2 separate regions of the Manis pentadactyla genome follow, and region 2 is linked to region 1. Evidence: chromatin contacts called from public Hi-C data. All regions are on one chromosome and are shown on one strand. The core of a region is the stretch at or near the end of the contact, and the rest is flanking DNA. Distances in the headings are between cores, read along the strand shown. Region 1 holds the start of INCENP (inner centromere protein). Region 2 holds the start of FADS1 (fatty acid desaturase 1).

What was found. A called contact is a pair of places that touch in the nucleus more often than the background predicts.
Region 2: a Hi-C map of blood shows a contact between it and region 1, with 5 times the contacts expected there. The contact joins the promoter of FADS1 here to the promoter of INCENP in region 1. A contact is called at or near these places in 2 of 3 Hi-C or Micro-C datasets (blood and fibroblasts).

What each region holds. Positions count from the first base shown.
Region 1 is chr9:15,178,700-15,185,115 of mManPen7.hap1, forward strand. It overlaps INCENP (inner centromere protein), which reads right to left and starts at 3,012. Exons shown (of 19, transcript XM_036925682.2): 1 at 2,917-3,012.
Region 2 is chr9:15,408,101-15,414,074 of mManPen7.hap1, forward strand. FADS1 (fatty acid desaturase 1) reads left to right here and starts at 3,533. Exons shown (of 11, transcript XM_036925538.2): 1 at 3,533-3,877. The coding sequence starts at 3,686. All of the region lies in intron 1 of FADS2 (fatty acid desaturase 2), which reads right to left.

The DNA of each region.
Region 1 (6,416 bases), core at 1,762-4,261:
AAAACTATAAGACACTCTTAAGAGTAATTAAAGAGGACACTAACAAATGGAAACTCATCCCATGCTCCTGGCTAGGAAGAATTAATATTGTCAAAATGGCCATCCTGCCCAAAGCAATATACAGATTTGATGCAATCCCTATCAAATTACCAACAGCATTCTTCAACGAACTGGAACAAATAGTTCAAAAATTCATATGGAAACACCAAAGACCCTGAGTAGCCAAAGCAATCCTGAGAAGGAAGAATAAAGTGTGTGTGGGGGGGGGATCTCGCTCACCAACTTCAAGCTCTACTACAAAGCCACAGTAATCAAGACAATTTGGTACTGGCACAAGAACAGAGCCACAGACCAGTGGAACAGAATAGAGACTCCAGACATTAACCCAAACATATATGGTCAATTAATATACGATAAAGGAGCCATGGACATACAATGGGGAAATGACAGTCTCTTCAACAGATGGTGATGGCAAAACTGGACAGCTACATGTAAGAGAATGAAACTGGATCACTGTCTAACCCCATACACAAAAGTAAATTCGAAATGGATCAAAGACCTGAATGTAAGTCATGAAACCATAAAACTCTTAGAAAAAAACATAGGCAAAAATCTCTTGGACATAAACATGAGAGACTTCTTCATGAACATATCTCCCCAGGCAAGGGAAACAAAAGCAAAAACGAACAAGTGGGACTACATCAAGCTGAAAAGCTTCTGTACAGCAAAGGACACCATCAATAGAACAAAAAGGTATCCTACAGTATGGGAGAATATATTCATAAATGACAGATCTGATAAAGGCTTGACATCAAAATATATAAAGAGCTCACGCACCTCAACAAACAAAAAGCAAATAATCCAATTAAAAAATGGGCAGAGGAGCTGAACGGACAGTTCTCCAAAGAAATTCAGATGGCCAACAGACACATGAAAAGATTCTCCACATCGCTAGTGATCAGAGAAATGCAAATTAAAACCACAATGAGATATCACCTCACACCAGTAAGGATGGCTACCATCCAAAAGACAAACAACAACAAATGTTGGCGAGGTTGTGGAGAAAGGGGAACCCTCCTACACTGCTGGTGGGAATGTAAATTAGTTCAACCACTATAGAAAGCAGTATGGAGGTTCCTCAAAAAGCTCAAAATAGAAATACCATTTGACCCAGGAATTCCACTCCTAGGAATTTACCCTAAGAATGCAGCAGCCCAGTTTGAAAAAGACAGATGCACCCCTATGTTTATAGCAGCACTATTTACAATAGCCAAGAATTGGAAGCAACCTAAGTGTCCATCAGTAGATGAATGGATAAAGAAGATGTGGTACAAATACACAATGGCATATTACTCAGCCATAAGAAGAAAACAAATCCTACCATCTGCAACAACGTGGATGGAGCTAGAGGGTATTATGCCCAGTGAAATAAGCCAGGTGGAGAAAGACAAATACCAAATGATTTCACTCATCTGTGGAGTATAAGAACAAAGAAAAACTGAAGGAACAAAACAGCAGCAGAATCACAGAACCCAAGAATGGACTAACAGTTACCAAAGGGAAAGGGACTGGGGAGAATGGGAAGGAAGGGAGGGATAAGGGCAGGGAAAAAGAAAGGGGGTGTTACGATTAGCATGTATAATGTGGCATTATGCCCCACGGGGGGCATGGGGAGGGCTGTGCAACACAGAGAAGACAAGTACTGATTCTACAACATCTTACTACACTGGCGGACAGTGACTGTAATGGGGTTTGCAGGGGGGACTTGGTGAAGGGGGGACCCTAGTAAACATAATGTTCTTCATGTAATTGTAGATTAATGATAACAACAACAACAACAATAAAAATCAATGGACAGGAAATGAGGGTGGGTGATGTCCAATCTGATTCCAAGGTTGGAAAAGTTGCGCAGTACCCAACAGGCACACCCCGTTAGTAAGTCATTGGGATTATAAATGAAATAAAAATATTTTTTTTGTCAAAAAAATAAAATACTTCAAAACCAAGTGGGTAAAAATTTCACTGTAGATCTGCATTAACAGACGAACACTGAAATCGATTCTAATGGTAGGGAACATTAACTTTGAACCACATTTAGGGAAATGTTATCCTCCACTACCCACCCTTACTCCCCAAGCAGAAAATCATTGTTATTAGGGAACCCGGACACATGTTTCTTTATCTGTCTACCCCTCTCCCTCTAGAGTAGCCCCAAATGCTTAACATTCCTTCACTGCTTTGTGGGAATCTTATCCTTTCTGTCTCTTCCCTACAGCTGATTACTAGAAATGGTTGACAAACTCTGTGTTGCAGAACCAATAGTTCAATATAAAACACACCAGTTTTAACACAAAATACTCTAGGATAAACATGAAACACTCCAGGACCCCCGGATGATACCAGGAAGCCAAAATCAACGCAAAACTCCTAGAAGTTTCGAGGTCTCTCTAGTTTCTGCCCTAACTTTCACATTCCTTTGCTAATCGTATATAAACTGCTGCTCGACTCAACCAGGCAAGGCAGATTTGGGAATGTTTTCCTGCTTTTTTGGTGGGCTACCCTCTAATAACGAAGCTTTCTCTGCTTCAACCCCAGTGAGTCAGAGATTGGTTTGTTGTGCATCAGGCTCATGAATCAGATTTGGGGGTTCAGTAACATTAGTAAACCTAGTCTGAAATAAAATTATATTCAATTATTTTTTTTAACATATTTTGAATTTCATCAATTAGAAAAATGTAGCTATTTGTCTCCTCCCTTGTTATCTACGAACCTCCAAAATATCTTAGAGTTTGCCCCTTTGCCCACAAAGTCTGAAGTACAGTAATTACCGTCAGCCTTTACAGAAGTTGGCAGACCCCTGCGCTGGCACGTTTCTGGAACTAAACATGGGTGCCCCTCTAGAAACCAGCAACTCACTCAGAGGAGCACTTGGCTGCAGTCCCTGCCCCAGGGTCCTTTCCCACCGGGCAGCTGCTCCCTTGCTCTAGCGACACCCCGCGCGGACCAGAGGGCGCATGCGCAGCCTGGTCTGTGGCGGGCACGCTTGCGCAGGCGCCGGCGATCGCAGGTTGTCTTCGCAGGTGGAGAGCGGGAGAGAGCTTGCCCAGGTCAAGGTGGCCCTGTATGCACGGGATACCTGTCCACTCGCCTGAACCTTGGGAGCCGAAGCCTTGCTTTTTGGAGCGTGGCGCCTCTTTAGCTCGGCTCCTAGAGCTGGTGGGAGGTACATGCTGGGGGAGGTGGATGCCCCTGCGCGCAAGTCCTGCGTTCTCTCAGACACCTCATCTTATCTTGAATGGGGTCTTCTTTAAAATATATATATTGTGAAATATAGCACGCATCTTTTAAAAAGTGCACAAAATAGAGATATACAGCTTATTAGTTTATCAAAATCATTCCTGGAAAACAACCACCAGAAATAAAGTTTCGCCAGCCTCCCAGAAGCCCCCCTACCCCCGTCAATGACAGCCTCCTCCAAAGTGTGCAGACACCTGCGCTGCAACGTTTCTCTAATGCCTTAAGAGAAAAAAAAGTGTGGCAACCATTGTATTGCTTACATAGTCTTAACAGCCAGCACGGGTCCCTCAGCATTATAGTTGGCTTTTTTTTTTTTTTCAGTAATGTATTATACAGTCTGCTCTTGTGTTTGGCGTCTTTTGCTCAACATTGTGTTTGCGAAATTCTTCCATACTGTTTTGCATGGCTGTAATTCGTTCATTCTTATTGCTGCTGTATAATAGTCCGATTTAGGAATATTTTGCAGTCTTATTTATTCTACTGGGTTTTTTTTTAGTTAAGTATAATCAATATATAACATTAGTTTCAGGTGTACAACAATGATTTGGTATTTGTATACATTGAGAAATGATCACCACAGTAAGTTGAGTTAACATCTGTCACCATATATAGTTACAGATTTTTTTCTTATGATGAGAACTTCTAAGACCTACTTTCTTAGCAACTGTCAAATATGCAATACAATATTATTAATTAAAGTCCCTATGCTGTACTATTCATTCTACCATTCGTGGGCATTTGGAATATTTGTTTTTTCCAAGTTTCTACTATTATGGATAATGCTGCCATGAATATGTTAACCCTCTCAACAGCTCTTGGAAAAAAGTATCCTCCCTTCTTACAGATGATAAAACCATCTCAGAAAGGTTAAGTAATTTCCTCTGTGGAGGGAGTCAGGTTCTAACTGCAGGCTTTGCCTTCTGAGGTTTTGGAATCTTCCCGTGTAGCAATCAATAGGAAAGGAATGTGAGTTAGCAGGACCTCTCAAAGAGCACCTCTGATCAGCTACTGCATGCCTGGCTGGCCCTCTTTGTTGTTTTGTTCTGTTTTAATCAATATATTGAGGTCTTATTAAATATGACTATATTTTAAATGTACAGTCCAGTGAGTCTGGGCAAATTCATGCACCTATGATCAAGATAAAACATGCTTCCATCACCTCAAGAATTTCCTACCTGCAGCCTTGCAGTCAAATCTTCCACACCCCATATAAATGAAATCATGCACAATGTGCTCACACAAAATGTCTCATTTTTTCCACTTGGCATTATATTTTTTGGATTCATCCGTATTGTGAGTATCAGTAGTTAGTTCCTTTTTTATTGCTGAACAGTAGCAAGTTGTATAAATATGCCACAGTTTGCTTATTCATTCACTATTTGGGCTGTTTCCAGTTTGGGATGAATTATCATTCATTATGAATAAAGCTGCTATGAACATTCGTAGACAAAGTTTTGGTGGATGTATGTTTTCATTTCTTTTGGGTAGGAAAGAAGTTCTCTGGGAATGGAACTGCTGAGGCATGTCGTCAGTGTTGTTTCACTTTATAATAAGATACTGTTAGAAAGTGTTCCAAAATAGTTGTACCATTTTACATTTCCACAAGCAGTTAATGAGAGTTCTACTTGCTCTACATCTTCCCTACTTCACAGAGGTCCCCCCCAGATTTCTGTCCCTGCCCTGAATATTCCAGTCACTTCAGTTGCCCCTAGGTCTGATTATCTGCCATCTCAGCTCAGGCGGGCCCCAGCTCACTGCACCACAGGAGACAGAGACTAAGTTATCATGTGGCTTAACCCCAGGTGTTTCCCTTCTCATAGGCAGCACCTTCTGGCTCTTCCTGTGGTCCAAAGCTTAAAAAGAGTTGCCTCACATTTAGGACCCAGTTTTGCTGTTGTTCTGATGGAGGGCCAATTCTCTCCTAGTATCTCCATCAAAGCTGATAGTGGACATCCTCTGGGCTGTGTGCTGCATTTTAGGGGCCTCTGGGTTGAATTTGCAAAGACTCACTCTTTTTTGCTGTTGCCCTATGATAGTGATGGCTGACAGACTCATTTATGCGAACTAAAAAATGTGCAAAAGGAAGGTTAATACAAGGAGGAAGGAGTGCCTGTTTATTAACTTGCTGTGAAGAATAAAACCCACCAGACTAAAATCCTTGCATGGCTGTTATCTATGCAGTCTCTCTCTTATGCAGGGCACAGAATGAAATGATAATCAGATGCTCTTTTATTGAGATCTGAGTGTGAAGAGTCACTATCTTCAGTAGCCAGAAGTAGCCTGGATGTAATCAAGGGCGTTCTCTCTCTGGGGCACAGTGGAAGCCACATGTGATCTGAAAGTTGTCCTGCTAATGGAACCAGCATGGAGAATTAGATGAATGGTTAACGGCATCAAGCAATGCCAACCCGCTGCATCCAGCTTATAACAGGGAGAGTCTTGCCAGTGGGGTTGGAAATAAGCGACATCTTCTGTGCTCCCTGTATCTATTTCCACCTAAGAGAAAACCTTTCCTATGGAACAAGAAATACTTGAAGTTTTCTGGCTACACCTTGTTCTCCCCTGTAGAGCCTCAGATAGGTAACACCAGCACTCACTGCTTTGGCTTTTCTTTTGCTTTGTTTGGTTGACTGCATATTCCTGCTCTGCCCCTTATAAGTGACCTTTTGTTGAGCTCACAGGTGGCAGTCCCATTTTCTTCAAGATCTGTAAGGAGCACCTCTCTGCAGCTTCCAGCAATGAAGCTATCAAGCACATCAATTCTTTGCTGCATTCCAAGTCTACCTCTCTGTTGCAGAATATCTTGTCTGGCTCTGAGTTGTCCTACCTTCATTGTGCCCTAAGGATATGACACTCTTGCCTGCCCCTGGCTGCCGGGAGATACTGTATAAGCAATTCCTACCCAGAATGAGTAGTTGGACTGTGTTCCTTCCATCCAATGATTCTGAAACCCTAAGTTTGTATGTCCTTTTCACATTTTGAAATTTCTCAGTTACGGGCTACCAGAGAGAAAAGGCAACTTAATTTGGTTCTACAAAGTCAAGTGTAGTCGACAACTGGAAGGTATGTGACGGAAAAAGCTCTGCAAAATCTGTAATCGTTTGCTGGGGCTGCCACAG
Region 2 (5,974 bases), core at 2,283-4,782, 230 kb after region 1:
TTTGTAAGGTGTCTATACTCTCTACAACAGTAATAAGATTACATTAAGGAAATTTCATGAGCCCCTAATCCCCCATCTCCCATGTTCTTAGAATGCGGTAAAATGAAGGAATCCTGTTTCTATTTCTCCCTTTGTCTCTAATAGAAATGTGATCTTTGGATCCTTTCTCTTTAGTTGAAGCACTACATGTCATAAATTATTTAGTAATTATATATTACTTGGCATTAATCTAGAGGGCTATTATAGATGATTTTTCTTAAAACAAAGACTGATTCAGTTAATTTTATTAGTGCTTACTGTGTGCCAGGCATGAGCTCATTGTGTCCCCATAAATTACCTAATTTCACAGAAACCTAGATACTATGAAGATGGCTTTGATCTTTAATTGTCTGAGGCTGTTCAGCGAGACAAGGCTGTAGCAAGGGCTGAGCATAATCAGTATTCTTCCTCCTACATTGGTTGACTTTTTGAAGGATCCAGCCCAGTCTTTTATATATTTGTGATATCCTCTCAAAACAGATCAAAATCTGAACTCACATAATAAATCACTCCAATAGCCTTTAGCAGTTATGTTATTTAAATTTGGTGTATTAGAATTGGTATAGGGTCTTAAGCTGATTTCTCTCTGTTCCCTTAGTAAATTTAGCCAGAATAATTGGGAGTATTAACAAGTTTCAACTTGGAATTAAGCATGTGATTCGTTTTCTGGATAAAGCAAGTTAAGATCAGCAGAGCCTATGCGGCAATAGATTTGTCCAGCTGGCCCTCTTTTCAGGCCTGGAAGTGTATCTTTTAGTCTGCACGACCATTTGTGTAGGAGCATACGGACAGGAGAGCACAATAGGATATTTGCCTAGTGGCTGTATGCTTGCTAAGCTGTCCTTTTTTTTCAGGTTGAAACCATCAGTTAGTTCAACAAGTTTATTGATTCCACAAAGAACTCCAACTAGGGTACTGTAAATATATGCCAGGTAGAACTGAACAGAATTCACAGTCCCTGCCCCAGATTACAATTTAGTTAGGGAAGTAGCCAAACTACATGGTGCTGGCATAAGAACACTTGCAAAGAAACAAATGCAAATTCATGTCACACAAACTGCTTAAATGTTGAGAATCAGCAAGAGTTATTTCCGTTTGTCCTGTGACCAATAATCAGTGATTTGTCTGTTTGTTTTCTCCAGTGGACTTAAGTTAGGCCTGATCCACGTGGTAATGGACTTTGTATTTCCAGCACTTATCGGTATAACTGACAAGGAGCAGACAATCCATAAATGTTTGAATGAAACACTGAATGGTTTCAGGTAACAGGATTAATCAAAGAATCACCCTACAAGTGGCATTTTCTTTAAAAAAAAAAAAAAAAAGCTTTTCTTCTGATTGTAAAAAGTAATACATGCTCACAATGGAAAACTTGCCATTTTTTGCTACCATAAATATTGCTTCAATGAATATTTTCATTTATAAATATTTTTCTAAAAATATTTCCTTAGACTATATCCCTAAACATGGAATTAACATTTTTAAGATTCTAAAAAGTTGCCAAACTATTTTCCCAGAAAGGTTAATCATTCTCGCTAAGAGCATAAAAGCTTCTATCCCACAGCACTTTCACTACAGGGATAACCATAGAAGTCTTTTTTCCTGTTTCTTCTTTAATGAGATTAAGCAACTTTACAGAAAAATTAACTTAATGTTTAAAAATAAATTATGAAGTGTTCTTTCTTCTGTTACTGTGATACCCACAGGATTCTCACATAATTGTAATCAGTGAGTACATACTGCTTTGGATTCTGCTTTTTTCACTGCAGAGGATTTTTTACCTATCTATGCAGTTCACACCCTGGTCATTTTTAATCGGTCTGTAGTTCCTCACTGTGCTGATATATACCAGGAGCTTGCTGATTTTCTTACTGTCAGGACTTGCAGTTAGTGTTTGTAGTCTCCCTGCTCTACCCTCAATTTTCCAGAGTGAAATTACTTGACCAAAGAGTACCAATCATTTTCTAACTTTTGTTACACACTGCCAAGTTGTTAGGCAAAGTTTTCTTAAAAAGGAAAATGGCCTGTACAGAGGGATTGTACACGGACCATCATTTCTGAGCAAGGCGTAGCAGCCTGGCATTTTAACTGGAAGCCAGGACAGCTGAGATTCCACGTGGGAACTTGGGAAGTCCCTTCCCCACTCTGAACCTCAATTTTCTTATCTATAAAATGAGGAATTTGGATTGAATGGATGAAGGTCTTTTTCTACCAGAAATCTAGTCACTGTTCTCCTAATCTGTTCTGTATAAGCCTCTCCTGACTACTCAGAGCTCAAACTCTAGCTCAGTGCTCAGGATAAAGCTCAGCTTCCTTTCCCGTGGCTGCAAAGTCCATCAAAGTGCAATCAGAGGAGAGACAGCAGAGTGTAGGAGTTCAGAGCCCAGGCCGGTTCCAAACTTCAGCCCTGCTGCTTAATAGTTCTCTATCAAAATACTTAACCTCTCAGTGGCTCAGTTTCTCCATCTGTAAATGAGGTTAATACTAGTTCCTACGTCATTGGTTGTTATGACAATTAAATGAGTTTATGTTTGTAAAATATTAGGAACAGTGCCTGGCACATTGCAAGCACTTTATAAAGTGTTGAATAAATAAAAAAATTTAGTATGTAAACTCTGCTTGTCTTCATACTGTGACAGCTTCTTGATCGGCGCCCGCAGCCTCTAGGCGCTTTCTCATTTCTTCCTAAAGCCCAGAGACCTGCGGCACCAAACTCTCTACTTAAAGGCCCCTTACGACTGAGTCCCAGGTGCCTCCAAGATGGAATAGACATGCTTCAGCCTCAGGCCCAGGCTCTTCACACAGAGCCTCCCGGAGGTCAAGGACACTTCCTTTTCTTAACGAATCCCAGTTATTTTAAATACAAAGCAAGTATTAAAACAAAAAAGGCAAACAAGGTTGCAAAAATTGTGGGGCATATTTAACGTTATAACGAGCAAAGCTCTAACACCGCCCTCAAACCAACACACCATAATTATGTTAACAAGATAATTGCCAAGGGTTCTCAGACAGTTATTTCAGGCCACGCACCGCGGCGAGGAGGAGGCGGCTTATCAGGTCAGCGTCTGGAGACCAGCGGGGACGATCCTAGGCCAAGGACGAGGCCCCGGGGACAGCCGCTTTCCACGTCCCCTGGCCCCCAACCCGCCAGTCCCGGCGGCCCCCCAGCCACCGGCTCCCCCGCGCGCCGCTGCCTACCTCGGAACGCCAGGCCGCTCGCTCGCTCGGGGCCGCCACCCGCAGAAGCCTCCACAGGAAGCGTTATCCCGCCGCGGCGCCCCCTGGCAGCTAAAGCCGCGATCCGGATGCGGGGTCCGGCGGCAACCCCTCCAAGGAGCCCGCGAGGGGGCGCGCCCCCACAGGCCGGCAGCAGCCCGCTCGCGGCGCCCGCCGGCCCGCGCGGGGCCCGGCGGGAAAGCGGGGGCTCGCTCACCGCGCCACGCGGCTCGACCAATGGGAGCGCGCGCAGCGAGGCTAGGCAGTCCGCGCCGCGGGTGCTGAAAACCCGGCGCGCGGGCGGTGGTCTCCGGGCGCGCGCTAGCGGGCCGGCTCACCTAGTACGTGAGGCTGGCGCGCGCTACGCCTCGGGCCCGGAACGCGCGCCTGACAGCCTGCGCCGGCTCGCGCGCTTTGTCGCGGGGCCGCGATGGTCCCCAAGACCCCAGCCCCGGGACCGACCTCGCGCTACTTCTCCTGGGACGAGGTGGCGCAGCGCTCCGGGCGCGAGGAGGAGCGGTGGCTCGTGATCGACCGGAAGGTGTACAACATCAGCGAGTTCACCCGCCGGCACCCCGGGGGCTCCCGGGTCATCAGCCACTACGCGGGGCAGGATGCTACGGTGAGCGCCACCGGACGGGGGCACCGGAGGAGGCGGGGCCGGACGGCCGCGGCCGGAGGCTCAGTGCGCGAGACAGGAAGTTTGGCATCCGCGGCCAAACACCGACTAATTCGGGGGAAAGGCGTACGTGCCGGAGCGTACTTGTTGCCTGATGTTTAGCTGTACTGCGGGCAAGGGATTCAAGGGCAGGAGAAAGGCTGTGGAAACGAATCTGGAAAATGGGGAGGGAGGCCAGCAATGTGCACACACAAAGGACCGCTCCGCCGTGCGTGCGCTCTGTCTGTGGCTCCGAGTCTGGGGTGTCCAGGCGTGGTCAGGCCCAGAGCTGGGCATAGGAAGGAGGGTTCTGTGGCAGGGAGACTGAGTCTCTGTGTGTCTCGGAGGCTGGGAGGGGAGCGCGGCCGCGTCTTGACTGAGCGTGCCGGAGTGAGCGAGCGGGAGCAGAGGAGGGAACTCTTGAGGAGAGGGCTGAGGCGGGTAGCTCCCCGGGGCCCCGCTGCCTTGGGAACCCCCCTGCAGGGTGAAGACCGGAGGGCCGGGAAGGGCCTCACCGGCCGGAGAGGGCTAACGGTTGCTGGTGCACAGGGAAGAATGGGAGCGGCATGCTGAAGGTGGGGGTCCTGCATCAGGATACACTTAGCAAGGACACCCGGAACGGCCCTCGAAACCTGTAGTGAAGTCACTCCGCCGCAGGCCAGCGGGGTCTCCAGCTGTTACCCGCAGCTGTAGGTAGTATCTCTCTTCCCTCGGCCTCACTGAGGGGTCAGCGCGCGCCCCAGCCTGGGCTCTGCTGCTTCCCTTTCTAGACCACCTGTTCTGGTACCTGGTACCTGGCGCCTCCCTACTGGGTTGGAGAGCCGGGGATGACCAGTGGGACGCAAAGGTTGAAACGTTCGCGTTGCTGCGTCCCCTTCCTCTACACACTTCTCCCCTCCGTGCCCTGCGAGCAGCCTGACCCCTTCCGCTGTTCCCCACCCTCTGCCCTTGCCAGCCCAGAGTGCGCCTCTGGGGTTCCCGTTATATCGCCGCGGAGCATAGACGCTTCGGGGTGGTGACCCAACCCATGCTTTGACGGGGCCCGCCTAGGCGGCGAGGCTGGAGCCTACACACTTGTCACCCCGAGTAATCACTGGGCCCCCCAGACAGCCGGCAAGGACGCCGACCAGCGCATGCGCACACGGAGCCGGCCCCTCCGCTGGGGCTTCCCGCAGTTGATTTGGGGCGGGGGCCTGCCGAGGCCGGGACGGCGATTGGTCCGGATGTGTGGTGCCACTGGCCGCCGGCTCCGCCTCGGTTCTGGCCTTGCCTGCCTCTTCCCCATAGGGCAGGGACTTGAATTTTGTCACCTCGGGTAACCAAAATTTGGGGTAGGGGGTGGTCAGAGTGCTACGGAAAATATAGAACACCCAGGATCGCAGCACAGGGAAATGGGAGAAATGCAAAAAGTTCCCAAGTTCCTAAGACATAGGCAATTTTCCTGATCACATTTTATGGAGAACACTGGCTCAGAGAGGGGCCTGTTAAAAGTCCCTCAAAAAAAGAAGTCTTACAGCCCCACCCATCCCTTCAGGTTGTCAACTATACCTAAATTCTTGGGCAAAAGCTGTCCCTAGAGACACCCCGAGGAAAAGCCAGTCAGGCAGGTCTTTCTGTGGTTCCCCCTACCCACGCTTCCTATTCCTTGCTGTGGTGCCTTTACTAGAACACAGATGCTGGGTGACTGCACTGTGGACACATAGGAAAGGTCTGAGCACCCCCAGAGGGAAGTTGGGTGGAAGGAGGTCATATCTGTTTGAACCGGGATGTAGCCACCTTGCTGGAACGAGAGGGTGGCCTTGGTGTGAGTCCTCCAGGAGTCCAGGGGGCCAGGCTGGCTTCCTCACTATTCTGCCTTCTCCCTGTCCTTGCAGGATCCCTTTGTGGCATTCCACATCAACAAGGGCCTTGTGAGGAAGTACATGAATTCGCTTCTGATTGGAGAACTATCTCCAGAGGAGCCCAGCTTTGAACCCACTAAGAATGTGAGACCCTGTTTGTCTTTTGGAGACCCTGTGGTTGTTGAGGGGCAGGGATGAGAAAGAAGGCCTAGATAGGGTC